Regions from separate parts of the Danio rerio genome. Here region 1 is linked to region 2. The links are chromatin contacts, called in public Hi-C maps. All regions are on one chromosome and are shown on one strand. Each heading gives the region's core, a stretch centred on a gene start, on an enhancer-like site or on the middle of the called end of the contact. The rest is flanking DNA. Distances are from core to core; before and after follow the strand shown.

Region 1 (3,014 bases), core at 1-2,500, 41 kb after region 2:
GCCCTCCTTATCAGAGCTCCTGGGATCCCCATCTGTTGAGGAGCTGTCCTTTCCTGAGTGAGCCTCAAAATACTCTTCTTGACTCAGACCTCCTTCATAGGTCAGCACTGGAGGCTCATCGTTCTCCCTGGTGCTGGTTGGACAGTGATACTCTTGTGTTTCATCTGCCTCCCCTGGTCTTATTTGAAGATCTGGAGCAGCATTGATCCTGGAAGTTTGTCTCTGAACAATGTAAGCCTGCCTTTCGGCTGCCTCGTCATCTGGGCATTCGTAAGATGGAGAGTCAAATGGTCTTCTCTCTAGCTGTTTGGAAACCAGGCTTCTGCTCTGTTCCTCTGTAGCCTGAGTGAAGTTCTGCTGTTCTTGTGGAATAATGTCCTGACTTTCCACCGGATATGAGGCAATGCTAGAACGGTATGAGATGACACTTCTTTGAGCAGATTGAGGGTTGGCTGGACTTGCAGCAGTCTCCTGGTGGAGTTGCTTCTGTTGGTTGGTTGAATAACCTGGTTCGATGGTTCGAAGTACAGCAGGCAGTCTTGAATGAAGGTTGAACATCATTTGTGATGTGGTGTTACTGACTATGTCCATCTCTAGACCCATCCCTTCCTGCTTGATGTCATACGGCAGTGGCTCTGGGCTATCCCGAGAGGAGCCGTCAGACATATCAGAGAGGGAACCTCGTGGTGAGTACTTCGCCATTTTCACATTGCCGTCCCCTCGACAAGAATGCTCGGCTTCAGAAGAATCAGAGTTCAACATCATTTGAGAAACACTGGAGTACCCACTGGAGTAGAAGTGACCGGTGGTAGAGGAAGATGAGGAGCTGCTGCCAGAAGATCTATTGACAGCACTACCAATCTGCTGACTCTTTTCCATATAGGAGGCTGTACTTATCAGCCCAAACCTGAGTTTAAGCTGTAAAAGTTCAGTTTTCAGGCGTACATTCTCATCGTTCAGTGCAAGAACTCTGTTCTCTAGGATCATGTCATTAAAGCGGCGTTTCTCCCGAGAGCGCTTGGCTGCCTCATTGTTCTTGCGGCGCTTTTCCCAGTAGGATGCATCCTTTTTCTCATCTGAGATGAACTCACGCTTGCGTCGACAACTCATGTTGTTTGGCTTTGGTTTGAGAAGGCGGCTCTGCCGAGGGATGTCTTGAGGCGAATGAAGATCACTGTAGTCTGAAAAGCTTTCGGTGTTCTCTAAGTTTTCACTGGAATTTGTTGAAATTTGTAAGTTCAAACTTTCCATCTTGTTTCAATAAGAGCCCGTTTGAGATCCTTGCTTCGTCATTGGAAATGCAATTGAATGTAGAAACAGGGATGAGGTGAAGGGAAGAAAGGTCTGCAGGATATCCTGATGTACTGTAGACTGGAATATCTTCAACTAAGTAGCTGGATCAGCAAAGACTTGATGAGGTGTTTTAGCTTCTGGAAAGCTGAACCTCATTGGTTTTGTTGATGTGAATCTCAAACAAGTATCTTTAGATGATCAAGTGTCCAAGTTGGCTAAGAAAAGCAAGAATAGGTGTACCTCTATATGAATCCCCTGCATTTAACAGATCCAAGGGATCCCTCAAGTAAAATCTTCTCTCTATTTTGCGCACAATGTAGGTCAGTCTATCAAGACAAAAGGGGTGCGATCAAGGTCCTCAAGTACAGAGATGATCACCAGATTTGCTTAAAGGATTTTGACCTCTTTTCTTTGTCTTCACTTTTATTCCTTTATGTAACCTCTCTATCACGCCGACAGAGATGTGTCCCAGTGCCTTGGGCGTGTTGGTGGATATAGGTCACTCGGTCTGCCCCAGCTTGTCAGCCTCTTGGGGAGGGGTGCTTCTGCTCTCAAAGCCTCCAGCTGGCTGTTCGATGAAAGGCTGCACACATGAAAGAGAAAAGACAGATTTGTTATTCCTCAAAAGCTAAATCAATTCATATTTTGCCTTTAGGCACCTTAAAATCTTCTAATTTGCCATTCCAGTTTTACAGAAACTTTCCACACCTCTCTGTATGGCTGGGTAATTAGAATATTTGGAAGTGGAATGTTTAGCCGGTCCTTTGTCATGTTCTATTGCTGCATCTACTCGACCTTGAGAACCACGAAATTCTTTTTGTTGCCTGGCAACCACTGTCTGACCTGCTAACCCCTGCTATTGATTTCTGTCTGCGACCCTTAACCTTTACTCTCTGGCTAGACATTGGACTCCTATTATGCAAAAGGAACACGGTTAAGAATGCAGTCAGAGATTACCCAAACTACATTTCTGTTCAATGAGATCCAAGAACATTACTTAAGATTAGTATCCTCTTTCTGACACAAGTTCAGCGTCACCCTTTGCACAGATTTCCATCAAGACTGCAAACATGAATTCACATCTGTTAAGCATTACCAATGAACACATGATTTGCTTTAACATTTTGAAACCATATCCAGTATTGCATCATCTGCTCTGAAGGAAACAGTGCAAGATGTTTCAGCTTTTCCAACATTAACATCAAATGTTACAACACATCTCCTGGCTTCACAATCCAAATGGTCTGGTGCTCCAATGTGCAGTACTGTCACTTTCTTAAGTGACACTTAATTAAAAGACTTCCTAGGAAATATATATATATATATATATATATATATATATATATATATATATATATATATATATATATATATATATATATATATATATATATATATATGAAAAAATACGTTAGCTGATAAATAACAAGCCCGAAAACCTCTGTACAAGAATTACCATAATGGCAGATAAACCGAGGTCAGGCAGAAGGCAAGTCATGTTTTATGATCTGGCGATTGGGAGCTTTGCAATATGGGTCAGGCTTTTCTGGAAAAAAAGGGGAGCAGAGGAACATTCCATCAACGTGAGTTCAGATCTAGAGGTGGTAGCTGTTTCAGCCATCTAAGAGTGAACACTAATGGAAAAGTAGAGTCTCTGGTGATTAACTCAGCAGCCAGTGGACAATTCCACATTACTGTGATCCCATCATGGCCTAGAGTGA
Region 2 (2,700 bases), core at 189-2,688:
TTTAGGTGAAACCCAGCTTTTTTACAGGGGTTTTAAGGGTTTTAAAGCTAAACAAACAATGCTAATTAAACCCTCAAGGCTGTCCAGAAAGCTGTATATTTTTGGTGGACGTGTTTGGGTGTTTGAGGCCCTTGTGCCTTGTATCCATGATTGACCTCACTCATTACAGTTGACGTCAGTTTGCTTCATTTCATTGTCAAAACACATAATTTACCCCACCCAACACTGGCAAATCAGAAATGTAGAAGCCTCTTCTGCTCACCTAGGCTGCATTTATTTTATTAAAAGCGCAGCAATAATATCTGTGATTTATCATTTTAAATAACTTTTCTTTTTGAATGCATTTAAAAATGTTAGTTCTGTATTCTGTTTTCTGTACTTCTGCATTTCCAACATGCGCATAGAAATAGGTGGATGGAAACGAAGCTTGTTAGTGTATTCTTTGTCAAATATTTCCCAACACATTTTAGTTTACAGTATTTTCTATTATATTTTTGTTCTGGAGAAAACAATTATTATTATTTTTCTTTTCTTTTTTCAATTGGCTACAGAACAAGCCACTGTTGTCCAATAGCTTTGTTTTCTATGCGGATTTTGCATATGCGCATAAGAAACTGTCATTAAAAAGTTCATGTGATTTTGTTAAAAGAGGTCATGTGATGATACAAATGGCTGAGCACATTGTAAATCTTCTGAAATGTTATTTTGGTTTTTCTGAAATGTTGTAACCATTTCAGTATTAGTGTTATTATTTTATTAATGACCCCCAGAATAGTCAAAAGTGTCTGTGCTCCGCGTCTCATGCCTTCAAATGCCAAGTCACCATACTGATGTGCCTAATTAACCTATCATGCCTAGTTAACCTTAATTAACTTAGTTAAGCCTTTAAATGTCACGTTTAGCTGAACTCAAATATCTAGTGAAATATGTACTGTCATCATGGCAGATACAAAAGAAATGAATTATTAAAACTGTTTAAATGTGTTGGAAAAGTGTATGTATAGTATATATTTCCAATATATATTTATATTTTACATTATATAAATGTGTAAATGAACAATAGTATAAACATTAGAAAATCAATACTAAAAAGATTTCTCTTCTGATCGCTGAATTCTTTCTGAAAAAGTTGAGAAGTAATGTTTGTGTTTTATGCACAGTTCAGTATAACAGCCCGAGCTGATGCATTCCCGCTTCCCAACCCCCGTCCGGACACACATTGCTCCTGTAATCCCGCTGCCCCTCCCTGCGGTGCCCTTGGCGGTGTTTGTCAGGTCTTTACATAACCGCTTTGGCCTCTGACAAGGTGTTACAGTAACACGTTTCTCCCCGGTGCATGTGAACCTGCTGTCACATGGGGACGTCCTGAGCCGCATCCCTCCCTCAGGTGTCTGAATGTAGGGCGGAGGAAGTTGTTCGGCCTGTAAACCAGGACCTGCCCTGAAACCTGACACCTCTATGTGTTAGGACAGAGCGGGACGGAAGCCATTCATTTAACCTCAAGCTCAAGGTCTTTCCCTGTGTGAAACGAGGTTACCGGGTTTTTTGTTCAGAGCACTTTAGATGCTGTTAAACAACGTAAACAAAAGCAGCAGGAATATCTTTACGATAAGGAGATAAGAGGATTTTAGGTTTAGTTTTGTAATGTTGACACACTCCTGTTTGATAATGTACGGTGAAGGATAACTTCTTGGATCTGCTTGAGGTTATTCACCTTATGTTACAACTTAGGAGTAAGCTATTTTTGTCAGCGTGCAAGACTTGATACTCATTTAGCTGATGTAGATAAGTAACTGATAGAAAGTGCACCGTGTGCCGGTTAATTATTGTAAAAAAATTACAAATTCCAGTATGCAGTAATTGTTTTTGTACAGTTTAAACATTAAATGCAAGTGACACACTCAAGTTACAAGTGACCATACAGCCATGGAAAAAAATAATAGGAAAAAGCCAAAGTACTGTAAAGTGTGTATTTATATAGTGCATTTATTGTGTATGGCCATAAAGCACTTCACAATCGCGAGGGGGGGGGTTGATGGGTCTCTCCACACCACCACCGACTTAGATAATGCCACGGCAGCCACAGGACAACGACGCCACACACTAGCTATAGGAGGAGTGGAGAGATAGTGATGGAGCCAATTCTGTGGGAGGCCAGGTTCGCAAGGGCCTATGATGGGAGTTTAAACAGGACATCAGGGTCAGGACCCTACTCTTTAAGACATGGGCGCCATGGGATTTTTAATGAACACAGAGAGTCAGGACCTTGGTTTAATGTCTCATCCGACAGATGGTGCTCACTGACAGCATAGTGTCCCCTTCACTATACTAGGGCATTAGGACTCACATAGGTTGAGAGCCCCCTGCTGGCCTCTCTAACACCACTTCCAACAGCAACCTAGTTTTTTCCATGTGGTCTCCCATCTGGTACTGACTAGAGCTGCACAATTAATCGTTAAAAGATCGCGATCTCGATTCGACCCCCTTGACAATCTTAATGCAGCATTTCTACGATTCTGCCAATCATATTTTCAAGTTCAGGAGAGAAGAAAAGGCAGCTGCACGAGCCTTTTATTGTTTCACACACGTTGCTCAGTGACATTGACACCTCCAAATGATGTTGAATGAGTCACATACTGTATTTACAAGGTATAATTCACCTAAAAATGCCATTTTTGTTTTAATATAATGATGTTGTCG

What was found. A called contact is a pair of places that touch in the nucleus more often than the background predicts.
Region 1: a contact with region 2 is called in a Hi-C map of embryo, with 2.4 times the contacts expected there. The contact joins the promoter of nfil3-2 here to the enhancer-like site in region 2. A contact is called at or near these places in 5 of 18 Hi-C or Micro-C datasets (caudal fin, embryo, fibroblasts and 1 more) and 3 of 4 datasets of contacts at active chromatin or transcription factors (caudal fin, embryo and pancreas).

The regions. Positions count from the first base shown.
Region 1 is chr3:12,730,506-12,733,519 of GRCz12tu, forward strand. nfil3-2 (nuclear factor, interleukin 3 regulated, member 2) reads right to left here and starts at 1,251. Exons shown (of 1, transcript NM_001197065.1): 1 at 1-1,251. The coding sequence starts at 1,251.
Region 2 is chr3:12,689,078-12,691,777 of GRCz12tu, forward strand. No RefSeq gene overlaps it. Among named protein-coding and RNA genes, the nearest start is that of nfil3-2, 41 kb to the right of the region's middle. Within about 2 kb of position 1,439, at least 23 of the 62 cell types and tissues checked have an H3K27ac peak or open chromatin away from gene starts, as enhancers often do. A contact at or near this core is called in caudal fin and pancreas, where this site is marked.